Regions from separate parts of the Macaca mulatta genome. Here regions 2 and 3 are each linked to region 1. Evidence: chromatin contacts called from public Hi-C data. All regions are on one chromosome and are shown on one strand. The core of a region is the stretch at or near the end of the contact, and the rest is flanking DNA. Distances in the headings are between cores, read along the strand shown.

Region 1 (4,192 bases), core at 986-3,485:
CCCCTGGACCACTGCAAAGCCTTCTGACTGGTCTTCATGCTCTCCTTACCTCCTGTCTCCAAAATATCCTGCTTATCATTGCTAAAATAATTTGTCTAAAATGGAAATTTGACTGTATTACTCCCTAGCTTAAAATATTTTGGGGTTCCCCATTGCCTACTCCATAGCATGGCCATAAAGTCCTGCAAGAATCACATGCTTTGGCCTTTGTCCTCCTCCAGTTTGCAGGTGGTCCCTTCTGGTCCAGTGGGTCTCCATCCTGGCATGTCTCCATACCTGTGGATGATGCTTGAGCCCTCCTCTCAAGAGATTCTGGTCTAGAAAGGGCCCTAAACATTGTTGTTGTTGTTTTAAGTTCCCAGAGCTACTAATGTGCCTCCAGGGGTAGGCACAACTGTGAATCTAGCCCTACATGTGAAGGGTTTGCAAGTCCAGGTCCCAAACCTATTGAGTAGAAGGAACCAAAGTAAGCAGGCTTGCCTCCGTCCTTTCCCACCCTCTTATGATATTTTAAGGAAAGGGTTTTTCACTCAGCTATTCCTGGAAACCTTGCCTGGGGCATAAGGAAACAGGGCTCTTGTATTGCCTAGCTCCCTTCCTTTTGCCTGCTAGAGGAGAGATAGGGTAGAGGCTTTCACTGCCTAAGTTGAGCAGATAGCTGTATGCTCCTTATGAGCAATTGGGTGAGCATGGGAGTGGATGGAGGATGATCATCAAGAATGGTCTGTCTCCCTTCCATTGCTTGAATTCCTATCTACCTGATGGTTTGCTACGGCTGCAGTAACGGTAACAAAAACCACAAACCAAGTGGTTTCAACAACAAACCCTTAGTGTCTTACAGGTCTGGAGGCTGGAAGCCTGAGATCAAGGGCTGATTCCTTCTGAGGGCTGTGAGAAAGAATCTGTTCTGTCTCTTTCCTAGTTTCTGGTGGTTTGCTGGCACAGTCTTTGGTGTTCCTGAGCTAGATGAATTACCACGATCTCTGCCTTTTTGTTCACAAGGTGTTTTCCCTGTGTGTGATGGTATCCAAATTTCCCCTTTTTAAAAGGATACCGATCTTACTGGATTGGGGCCCAATCTATTCCAGTATGACCTCATCTTAACTAATTCCATTTGCAATGCCCTGATTTCCAGGTACTGGAAGTTAAGACTTCAACATAGGAATTCTGGGGGGAAACAGTTCAGCTCGTAACACTAACAAGACGGTGGCAGGACAGAGATTTACCAGACTGATACCTAAAAAGGGCAGCTACACATTCAAAACAGAGAGTGAGTCATCCCTCTTCTCTTGTCCGTCCAAAACAATTCAAACCAAAGAGGAGAAATTAGAAAGAGACCACCTTTGTAGATAAACCCCAAATCCCTAACCCATACAGTCTGAAGCCATCTTAATTTCCTTTTAATCCCCCAAATCCTGTTGACACCTCAGATGCCAGTTGCTAATTAGCCATGCTTCTATTCAATGTGTTATATACCTAGTTTTTGGGCAGATGCATATTCTCATTTGATAATAACTAGCTAAACCCAAAATGCCTTTTATGGATGTGATATTTCATCATTCAAATCTGATTAATAAGACCAGCTCAAAAAAATTGCGGGAACTGATGGTTTAGCGAAGGTTTAAAAAGAAAATAACATTTGGAATAGTGACACTGAAATTAAGTGACATTAAGAACAAATATCTAAGTTTCTCTCTCCACACCGTGGTAGCCAGCCCCTCTTTCTTTTTTCTCATTTTCATGGGATATGAAGAACTTTTAGTTACATCATCCTGGTGCAGCGTTTTTCACCCTTGAACTATTGACATTTCAGGCTGAATGATTGTTTGTTGTGGAGGCTGTCCTGTGCATTGGAGAATGTTTAGCAGCACCCTGGCCTCTACCCGCTAGATGCCAAGAGTGTCTCCAGACATTGCCAAATGTTTCCTGGAGGGTAAAATCATCCCCAGATGACAACCACTGTCTTAGAATATACAAAAGCAACTTTGTCACTCTAAAATACTATGCAGATGTATGGAACTATCTCATTTATTGCTTCCATCAGCCGAGTTGTTTGTGTAGACGAGAAGATGCAGAGAGTTGTTTAAATGACCTGCTTCAGATCCCACTGCAGATCTTAGTCCGATGCTCATGCGATTACACTGCAATCACCACACGCTTCTATTCTAAAGGGTTTTAACCATTCTTTCAGATAGGAAAGGGTGTTGTCCCCAACTCACCACCAGAGGACGTCTCTGAGAGTTAGCCGTGATATTCCTGGGCTTGATAGGACATGGAGCCCATGCTGGCTTTTCATCTAAATGCTGCTAGCACTGAGCTCACATATTTGCATACAGTTCGTACAGGACAATGCAGCCATGCGCTTGCTTGCAGAGGAGATGTGTAGATCTTTCCTAATGTTTATTTTGGGTTAAGTTCTCTTTGCAGGGGTATGCATAACTACTGAGAATTAGATCCTTATGTTTAGATGGCATAAAATGCAATGTGTGAATGAGGGACCTCCCCCCGCCCACCCCCCACCCCCTCAAAAAAAAAATACATAGCTTTTCATGGTCACAAGGGCTAATCTGATTCTGGCTGCCACTGTGGAAGGCTTCGTTAATCTAATTAAATGAAGCTAGTGTCTCCTGATTTCCTAGTCCTGCTCTCCCTTCTCCATCAAGGAATGGCTTTAATGGCCCAATAAAGGGCTCAGCCTGGTGCACCATGAATTTGAGATAATGTCCCGCATTGGGTTAACTGAACTCTCCTGCCAGCAGAGCTGATGCCATCTGCCTATTTATTGACAGCCTTGTCAGCAAAAATCTGGAGTCTGAGGGTTGGCAGGTAGCCAACTTGCTTTCCACTGTCTCTCCAGTGTCTCAGTAACAGATGTTGTGCCTCATGCCTGGAGCTGCTGTTGGCAAATCGCTGCATGCTCATGTTATTTATCAGGGTGTGGAGGGAGGGCAGGAAGGGATACATGTTTTCCAGGAAGGAATTTGTATTCCTTTCCAGGTTCTTGGTTTGCAGATTCAAAAAAAAAAAAAAAAAAAAGCATTTGAAACTGACTTTAAAAATGTGAAATAATCAGCTATTGTTCAACACTGAAAAAGAAAAGAAAAAAATCCTTCCAAACCATGTAACTATTTCGGGTGCCAAATCACAAGTGACGGAGGTTATGTGGACTTGAACGCTTGCCACAATTCCTTCCCCTTAGGAGCTCCCTGGCCTTGGAGGATGCCTTTTAATTATATTGTCATACAAAAGAAACTGAGTTGGGAACATTTTTTTTTTTTCTCAAATAATACCTCACTCGTAGTGAGTTCTTACCCTTAATCAATGGAAGTTAATCAGGGTGTTTATTGAATGAATAAAGAGTGAAGTGTGATTCAGAGAAGGCACAATGTGTATGTCCTTGATACAGGAAAATTTTCTGGCAGTACCTTCATTTTTAAAGGAGGAAACAGGAAATAAGCGAGAATTTTAAAGAAATGAATTGCAGCCTCTATATGGAGCTTTGTACATAGGTCCCAACCAGCCATTCTACATTGAAAATCTCTATTTGGAAATTCTTGTCAAAGCAGTTTTATGAAAGGATTTTTTTTCCCCTTAGGTGTAAGGCACCCAACCATTGGTTCACGTGTGCTCCGTGTTTGTCCATTCAGCCATAACAAAGGGAATCTTGGATCAGGACAGAAAAATAGCACAGAGGGAATTATGCCACACTGACCCCCAGAAAGGGGAATTATTTACCTGGAGAGGTGGGGAGAAGACAGGTGGTGCTGGTGGGGGATTTGGGGTGGGGGAGGGGAGGGGGAATTTGCAGCTTCCTGAGCCAGGGACCTGCACATTTAAGGTGTTTCCCTGTCGATTACTCCTCTTTATGCACTCCTCTCCACTTTGAAAAGGCAAAACTCCTGAGAGGGAATCAGAGAATTTGTCAGTGAAGAAGTCCAGAAAAGGACCTCTCCGCACAGGGAACAGGGTCTGTCCAAAGCTATCCAGGAAATGGTTTGGCACCTGGGAGGCACCAGAGGCCTCCTACCACTCCCAGATGTCCAAAGGCAAGCAGGTCAAGCAGCAAAACTGTGCAAGCTGCTCTCTTGCGGATGATGCTGTCTGTGTTGCTCGAAGACAAATGTCACTGTCTTTTAATGAGCTGGTCTCAAGCATAAATAAGACAATAAAAGCCTGATGCAAATGACTGCAA
Region 2 (4,192 bases), core at 560-3,059, 280 kb before region 1:
AGCAGCTTTCCATGAATTCCTATGGTAAGGGGTTCAGCTTATCCTTCATGTGGCTGAAGATGTATGATTTCACTGAACATTGGCAGTTACAGCCAAGTACAACTCCTGCCTTCAGGATCCAGAAGGGAAGAATGACATTAAGCATGTCACCTTGGTGAAATGTTGCAATCACCTTCTGGGTAATGACCCGGCAACCCCAGGGACTCCTCTGAAATATCCAACCCTCTAAGTTTAAACACATTTCAGAATTAATCCATCTGAATTCTTATCGCTGCAGATGCAAGCAGAAGGAGTTATGGCAGGTCTGAAAATATTAGTGGCCAAGCTCCCTAGCAGAAGCAGACTCTCCCTACACTCCATTATCCGTGCACAGCTCCTCATCAGCGGAGGAACAACTTTACCTTCATTATTATTTTCTACTTGGAAAAAAAAGAAATCTCAGTAGGCCCAATCCGAAGGCTATGAAATTCAGAGAAACAGAACTAAGAAGCGAGAAACTAGCCCTTTGTGTTAAATAGATGGAAATGCTCCAAGCGCCTTTCCAGTCTGCTTTCTGTTTAAAGGCCTTGCGTGAGCGCAGGAGGCTGGGCCTCATCTCTGGCTCTCCCCAGTCAGGACCCCTTACTCAAACCCTCCATCTCGGCAAGAACCCTTATTCCCAAGTTAGTTGGATTCCAAGTCCATAAACCGGGTCAAAAGAATACAGAAATTTCCTACTGGAGCTCTAAGTGGTGGCTTTCACGGAGGACTCAGCACCATCCTCCCACCTGCCTCCTCCCATCGAACATTCCCTTTTAAGAAAAACACACACCAGTCTTCGGGAAGCTGACGTAAACATCCTGAGGAAATAACCACTGTAAGTGGCTTCTAAACCCATTTCCCCAAGGAAATAATCAGCACCTCTTTCCCAAGACAGCTCCAGGTGAGTAAGCGGGGAAGTGAGCGGCACCTCCGCGTTCTCAAAAGTAAAGGCGCTTGCGGAACTGTCTACTGATTCCTAAGCGCGCGCCCATCCACTGTCGCATTTAATCCTCCGAACGACCCACGAGGTGGTAAGGGCGGGGATTTTTTTTTTTCATTTTACGGATGAGAAACCAAGGCCCACAGCGCTCGTTCCCTCTAGCCGCGGTCACGCAGGGCACACCTAGGGGAGCCTCTGCCTTCAAGCTCCGGGACCCCCCCCGCGGCACCACGAGGTCTCCGGAGTTAGCCCGTGTACGGCTGCGGCCCTATGGCCTCATTGTTTTGGGCAGGCGTCCCGCTGTACGGGCCTTGGGCGACTCTATGAACCGCGGGCCCAGCCGCTCTGCGGAACGGTCCGCGGCGGGACGCAAAGGGCGCGGCGAGCCAGGCGGCTTCCGGAACAAAGGACAGGAGAGCGCGCGGGGACCGAAGGGGTGTCAGCCCTGGTGGGCAGCAGAGGGGGATGCGAGCGGAGAGGAGCAGCGCGCACCGCTCCGGCCCGCCCCTCAAAACCTCCTTCCTTCTCTCTCGCGCTCGGAGACTGTCCCTGGGAGATCCGGGAGGGGGCGCAGCTCGCAGTCCTCGCCGGCAGGTCCCGTCGCAACCTCCCTCTGCCGCCACCCCCACCCTGAGAAGCGCACAAAGAGCTGCAGGGCACCGAGCGCTCACCTCCCGTCGGGGCGGTGCCGCGGACTGGACCGGCGCGCGCGCGCGCGCGCGCCGCACCGCCCGCCTTAAAGGGCCCGCCCGCTCCGCGCGCGCACTGCGCATGCCCGGCCGCGGGGCTAGGCGGGGAGGGATAGGGGAACAGGCGTGCGCGCCCGCTGGCGCTGTGGCCTGCGTTCCCGCGGTGGCGGCGCGGCGCTCGTGCGCGTGTCAGAACCCGCAGGGTCTCGGCCCGGGCGCCGGGCGTGTGCTGGACTCTGGTGCCATGCATTCCAGAGGTCGCCAGCAGCCCGGCTGGCCGAGCTCGCGCAGCAGCCAGCTTTCCCTTTCTCAGTTTCAGGGCCAGATGGGCGAAGTGCTGCCCAAGGAGAGAGAAATGTAGACGCGAGGGCGCGCGCGCGCGCGGGTGCCAGTGTGGGCGGGCGTGTGCTTTTGTGTCTCTTGCCCTCCCGCGCAGGTGGACAACCCGCGCCGGGAGTCACTCTGCCCGTGCGTCCCAAGACTTGGAGTCCCGTTTTCCATGTCGGAGTAATCGGGTCGCCGTTTTGGGCGGACTACAGACTCTTCTCCCAGAGGAAGCTTTGGCTCCATGGAAGGTTTCTTTGGAGCCACTAACGGGACTTTCTAAGGACCGCTCTTCTAGAGCCGGGCCCCAGGCACCAGAGTTGGGCGCGTTTTGTTTTCTGAATCAGGCGAGGGAGGAGACTTGGGGACAATGATTGTCCTCGGCTGATAGGTACATACAAGTGTCCCGAGCCTGCCAGTCCCGCAATAGACAACAAAGAGAGGCGTTAGCGGCGGCGGGGGAGGGGCGCGGCCGGGAGGAGGACTGGGCGGGCTGCGGCGAGCGCGGGGGTGGGGGGTGGCGCTCTCCCTCGGCTCGCTCAACCCGCGGCCTCCTCCCGCCCCCGACCTGGCGCGCGCCAATCGCCTCCCCCAGCGATAGTGTCAGTAGCATTGTGGTGTCAGCTCCCGCCTGTGACGTTGCGCCTCCCTCGTCCCCCTCCGGAGTCGTCTGGCTGCAGAGGCTCAGTCAAGAGGCGGGGAGGAGAGGAGGAAAAAGCGCTGAGTGAGGGCGGGCGGGCGGGCGGGCGGGAGTGGAGGAGCCGGGGAGGGGCTCCTTAAAGAAACGCTTCTGTCGCTCGCCTGCTCGCTTTTCGCTCGGCATCGCGGCCAGCCAGCCGGGCACTCGGGGGGCACGCGCGGCCACCGCTAGAGCTCTGCCCCCACCCCACCCGCCAGCAGATCTGGGGTGGGGACCCAGGCGGGGCCTCCTGCAGCCACTGCCCGGTGCGGACCGCACAGAGCGACCCACTCCTCCCAGCACCGAGGAAGAAACAACGGAACCCTCAGCAGGCGGCCGGCCTCCCCGCCCCTGACCACCCGCTTCCCGGCTGCCTTTGTGGCCGCAGCTTCTCGCCGCCTAGCCGAGGGCCGGCGGGGGCGCGGCGCGCACGGCCGAGCGATGCCAAGCTCGCTGTTTGCAGACCTGGAGCGCAACGGCAGCGGCGGCGGCGGCGGCGGCGGCGGCGGCGGCGGCAGCGGAGGGGGAGAGACCCTGGATGACCAAAGAGCCCTGCAGCTCGCGCTGGACCAGCTCTCCCTGCTGGGGCTGGACAGTGACGAGGGCGCCTCTCTGTACGACAGCGAGCCGCGCAAGAAGAGCGTGAACATGACCGAGTGCGTGCCGGTGCCCAGTTCTGAGCATGTCGCCGAGATCGTAGGGCGGCAAGGTAGGTCGAAGAGGGATGGGGAGGTAGGGAGCGGTGTAGGGTCTCAGGCCACTGCTTCGCGGGGAAGGCGTGTTCAGTATCGGGATCTGCGGCGTGGGGTGCCTTGGGGAGAGAGGAAGAGCCTCGCGATGGGCCGGCGCCCCAGACAAAGAAAGTGCAGGCAGGCTGTCTCCCGGAGCCGCGCCGCTGCCCTGGCGGGATGCACTTTCTTCTGCAAAAATCACTGCCTTCTCCCCTAACGCCCCACACCCAACCCACCTCCAAAAAAACAAATGTAAGATGCTTGGGGGAGGGGGCCTTTGATCAGTCCTTTGGGAGGAGAGAGGAGGAGGAGTGAGCATAGGATGGGAGGAGGATTCTGGATTTCTGCAAAGCGGAATGGAGCCCAGAGGAGGAACAATGGGTCCCAGGACTCACACCCCACCCCCTGCCCCCAGTCCACCAGCGCTGAGGCATCGTGCCTGCAGCTGCCTTCCTTGAGCCCCTTCCCCATGTCTTCAGAGCTGACGGCGCGCCCAGCTGGATCCCAGCGGCATCTCCCCAGATGACTTTTCTGGGATTCTCGGGTTTGATTCGGGACGACTGCAGTCACTGGGGGAGGGCCAGGTAGCCAATGGGCTGTTCCTCGAGCGTCTCGCGGGTGGGATTCACTGCCCAGCCCGTGCGCGGCCCGAGGTCATTGAGGGAGACGCCCCCTTTACGCCCATCTCTTGTCCTGCCATCTCGCTGTCCTGAACGCGGGCTGTCCCCGGTCCCCGTGGTTACCCCAGGATAATGGGCGTGTCCATCTCTCTCTCCCACTTCTTCCTCCTTACCCTGGTTCCTAGGTT
Region 3 (4,192 bases), core at 479-2,978, 260 kb after region 1:
AACAAAATCTTCCCTCAATTCAATCACTTGGGGGTCGATGGTGAGAAGAACACACAGAGTTAAGGAGAGGCCTGACAGAGTTGGGTTTGAATCCCAGCTCCACTCTTATCAGCTTTGTAGCCAGGAAACAGAACACAATTTGCAGAACCCAGTGGAAATACAGAGCCCTCTGTTCAAAATGCATTAAGAATTCAAAATGGCAATAGCAAAGCATTAATACAATCATGCAGGGCCCCCTTCAGAGGATGGGGCCCTATGCAACTGCACATGACCTTGTGGGTGACCTTGAGGAGCTCTTTTAACTGCTCTTGGCCTGGGTTTGCTCATCTTTAAAATGAGAGGAGAGCAAGTGACTGTCTGGTAGGGTTATGTGAGGAGTGATGCTAAGGTGTCCAACAGGCACAGCACAGGCACTCGTGGGGCTCTGCAGGCAGACCCTGTACCATTCACAGTCCTTAACAACAGCATTTGGCTTAGGGACTCTGAGCCATGCTGCTTCTTCTTTAGTTTATTTCTTGAATGAATCACCTCTAGCAGCACAACGGGCAAGGACTTTGGTAGGGTAACAATCTAGATCTAGACAGAGTGAGGTTGGAGTCATCGTTGTTACAAAACATTGATTATTATGAACTATTACGGTTGAATCTAAAACTAGAAGTAAAAAAAGAAAAAAACTCCTTTAAAAATGAGTTATGTAGGCAGAATTAAAGAAACAAGATATAATTTCATTGGGCATTAGATTCTTAATGGGCAATGTCAGGTTATCAATGACTTAGGGATTGGCACACTATGGCTCATGGTCGAATCTAGCTCAATACCTGCTTTTATAAATAAAGTTTTATTGGAACACAGTCACAGCCACTCATTTACCTATTGTCTAGGGCTGCTTTCACCTAACAGTGGTAGAGTTGAGTTGTTGAAACAGAGAGTATTTGGCCCACAAGCCTAAAGTATTTATAATCTGTACCTTTACAGATCAAGTTTCTTGAGCCCTGATTAATGGTCTCCAGAGTCGTCACGTGTGGAATAAGGAATTAGACGAGAATGAGTATGCTTTGTTAAGAGAACAGCACTGCACAAATACTAGAATTGATTAGCCCCTAATGTTGACCTACTGTGGTGTTGGGTCTGCTTAAGTCTGCTTGATGCTTGAAGAAAGTTAAGAAATACACAGCGTGTAATTAAATGATCAACCAGTCAAGCCTTTATTGGGTGGCAATTATGGGCAAAGCACCTTGGTAACTATCCTCTCAGGGGTGCAATTTGGCTTGCCAAATAGCTGGTGTGCCACATTAGTGCTGCTGGTGAAAAATATGAAAGGAAAAAGAAAATAAAGGAAAACTTATTCTTTCTTCAAAACATTCAAACCTTCTCCATTTAATTTAGACTCCCCAGCTAACATGTAGTTAAAATCTCAGCTGTGCTTTTCTTTGAGAGGGAAAAATTCCAATGGTTTGGGAAATCTGCCAGTCCCTGACACTAGAGCCCTTGGATTTTGGGGGTGGCGATAAAGAGACTCACATTCTCACCCATCATGAAAGGTTACATTTCCTAAGTGAATGTATTGAATGTTAGGAGTGCGTACATGTTAAATGTTGTTCAGCTGCAGAAGTGCTAAGAGCCTTAATGAAGGTATTGATGTGGGCTTTCTCAGCACCCCCACCACCACATGCTCCTCTATTGAGATCAGGGTGAATGTTCTGTAGTGCACACCCGAAAGCCAGGCTGTATGAGCAAGCCAGTCTGCTGTGATCCTCTTGGCGGATCTCCATCATTGTTGCGATGGGCAAGGTGCCGGGGGGAGGCTACAGCCAGAGCTTCTGCCCAAAATACAGCAAATTCTCTCATCTCCAATCACTTGACCATCGGGTCTTTTATCTATAAACCCGGCCTCTTTGCCAGACCATCCTCCATTCTGCCAAATTTGAATAATAAGCCCCAAAGCAGCTCCTGTTGCTGGATGAAGCACACCTTCCTCTGAGCGGGGATTCATATTTCCTTCCCAGGCACTGAGCCATGAGCTGAAACCACTTTTCATCCTGAAATGAGGCTGTGCTGACTTATGGTTAGAGCTTTTTTTCTGGGTCTCTGTCAGCATGTGCAAATAAATTAATTCCATTCAGTGAGAGCAAGAAAATCAATTAAATTAGTAAAATATCTCACTGTCTTGTGTCAATGATGATAGTCTGTTTTACTTAAAAATAACGACCCCTCCGCCGCGGTGGCTCAAGCCTGTAATCCCAGCACTTTGGGAGGCCGAGACGGGCGGATCACGAGGTCAGGAGATCGAGACCATCTTGGCTAACACGGTGAAACCCCGTCTCTACTAAAAAATACAAAAAAACTAGCCGGGCGAGGTGGCGGGCTCCTGTAGTCCCAGCTACTCGGGAGGCTGAGGCAGGAGAATGGCGTGAACCCGGGAGGCGGAGCTTGCAGTGAACCGAGATCCGGCCACTGCACTCCAGCCTGGGCGACAGAGCAAGACTTCGTCTCAAAAAATAAAAAATAAAAAAATAATAAAAAATAAAAAATAAAAAAATAACGACCCCTCTCTTTAAGACTGTGTACACCCAGGAGGCTACTAAACCACCTTATTATATTCCTGATTATATTAACAAATTGCCATCTCTTAAGAAAGGTATTCTGATCTCTATGGACCCACTCTCCTCTCTGTCAAGTTCAGGTGGTGATAACTGCTTCCTACTCATCTTATAAGAATATTAGGAAAACATATGAGATCATGTCTCCGAACAGACTTCTAGAAGAGAAGCTCAGAGCTTGTTATCGCTTTCTCTTATTCCCCACTTTTTCTTGACCTCCTTTTTTTCCTCTACTTTCACTCATAGAATTACACTCCTAGTGAGAAGAAAGTCCCCTGTGGCAATCTCAGCATCTACCCTACATCTTTCCTAGGGGCATGTTCATTAAGCCAAAGATATACCCAAAAAATGGTGTGCAGTAACCAGCACTCTAGGTTTACACTGGAGATAAGGAATTTTTGTTCTTAGAGTGCAGCATGCACATGCATTATTGAAATGTTATATAACCAAAAAATCGAGGTCATACCTCCCTGTGGGATAATCTCCAGCTTCTCTCTAATACCACTGTGCACTTGCCAGATCATTTCAGGTGTGCATTCCTTGCAAAGAGATTGCTCTTTCCTTTCTATTTCTCCCCCCAAAACATCTTTTCAAAAGTTCCCTTTGTGACACCACTTTCTTTGACAATCTTTCCATTGGAACCAGTTTCTTCTGCATTCTGCTGAGCATCTTAGTTCCCTGGGAAGGATGCCCTCTCAGAGGTGGCCTCCTCTGGGAACCACAGGTCGGTTTCCCCCTGATATGGTTTGCCTGTGTCCCCACCGAAATCTCATCTTGAATTGTAGTTCCCATAATCTCCACATGTCGTGGGAGGGACCAGGTGGAGATAATCGAATCATGGGGCAGTTACCCTCATCCTGTTCTCATGATAGTGAGTTAGTTCTCATGATACCTAATGGTTTTATAAGGGGCTTCCCCCTTCACTGGGTACTCATTCATTCTCCTTCCTGCTGCCCTGTGAAGAAGAATGTGTTTGTTTCCCCTTCTGCCATGATTGTGAGTTTTCTGAGGCCTCCCCAGCCATGCTGAACAATGAGTCAATTAAACCTCTTTCCTTTATAAGTTATCCAGTCTCAGGTAGTATCTTTGCAGCAACATGAGAATGGACTAATACACACCACTTCCTCAACTCCTTCTCTCCTGATCAGAAGATATTGTATGCATTATCTCCAAGGCTGATCCATCTGGTGTGCCCGTGATGCTAACTGGAACATCATCAAATAAGTTTTGCCTTATGTTCTTTGAATTTTAACCTATTTCTCCCCACCAAATTATCCATCCATTTAACAAATATGCTCCAGCTCTGAATATGCATCTACACTTTCATCTATACTCACATCTGAAATACATCTATGTCAAGACCTTTTGGAAATTTACAAAATTGATTTAGGAAAACAGCATGAATATGGATACACTAAAAAATGTAAAAGGAGTTACCATTGAGGTTGATAGTACTACTAGATATAAAAATGTTTTAAAGTTATAACAATTAAAATTGCTATGCTCACAAAACAACCACACAGCCCACCAAAATTCTCAATAAATTGTGTGGAATAAATAAATGAATGCCTATCATTATATAATATAAAAAT

Evidence for each region. Hi-C and Micro-C count contacts between places; a contact is called where the count stands out from the background.
Region 2: a contact with region 1 is called in a Hi-C map of fetal cortex germinal zone, with 4 times the contacts expected there. The contact joins the promoter of MEX3B here to the enhancer-like site in region 1. A contact is called at or near these places in 2 of 14 Hi-C or Micro-C datasets (fetal cortex germinal zone and fetal cortical plate).
Region 3: a contact with region 1 is called in a Hi-C map of fetal cortex germinal zone, with 3 times the contacts expected there. The contact joins two enhancer-like sites. A contact is called at or near these places in 2 of 14 Hi-C or Micro-C datasets (fetal cortex germinal zone and fetal cortical plate).

What each region holds. Positions count from the first base shown.
Region 1 is chr7:59,989,879-59,994,070 of T2T-MMU8v2.0, reverse strand. No RefSeq gene overlaps it. Among named protein-coding and RNA genes, the nearest start is that of MEX3B, 280 kb to the left of the region's middle. Within about 2 kb of position 2,235, at least 9 of the 40 cell types and tissues checked have an H3K27ac peak or open chromatin away from gene starts, as enhancers often do. A contact at or near this core is called in fetal cortex germinal zone and fetal cortical plate, where this site is marked.
Region 2 is chr7:60,273,243-60,277,434 of T2T-MMU8v2.0, reverse strand. It overlaps MEX3B (mex-3 RNA binding family member B), which reads left to right and starts at 1,809. Exons shown (of 2, transcript XM_001110186.5): 1 at 1,809-3,362; 2 at 4,190-4,192. The coding sequence starts at 3,095.
Region 3 is chr7:59,729,082-59,733,273 of T2T-MMU8v2.0, reverse strand. No RefSeq gene overlaps it. Among named protein-coding and RNA genes, the nearest start is that of TMC3, 110 kb to the right of the region's middle. Within about 2 kb of position 1,728, at least 8 of the 40 cell types and tissues checked have an H3K27ac peak or open chromatin away from gene starts, as enhancers often do. A contact at or near this core is called in fetal cortex germinal zone and fetal cortical plate, where this site is marked.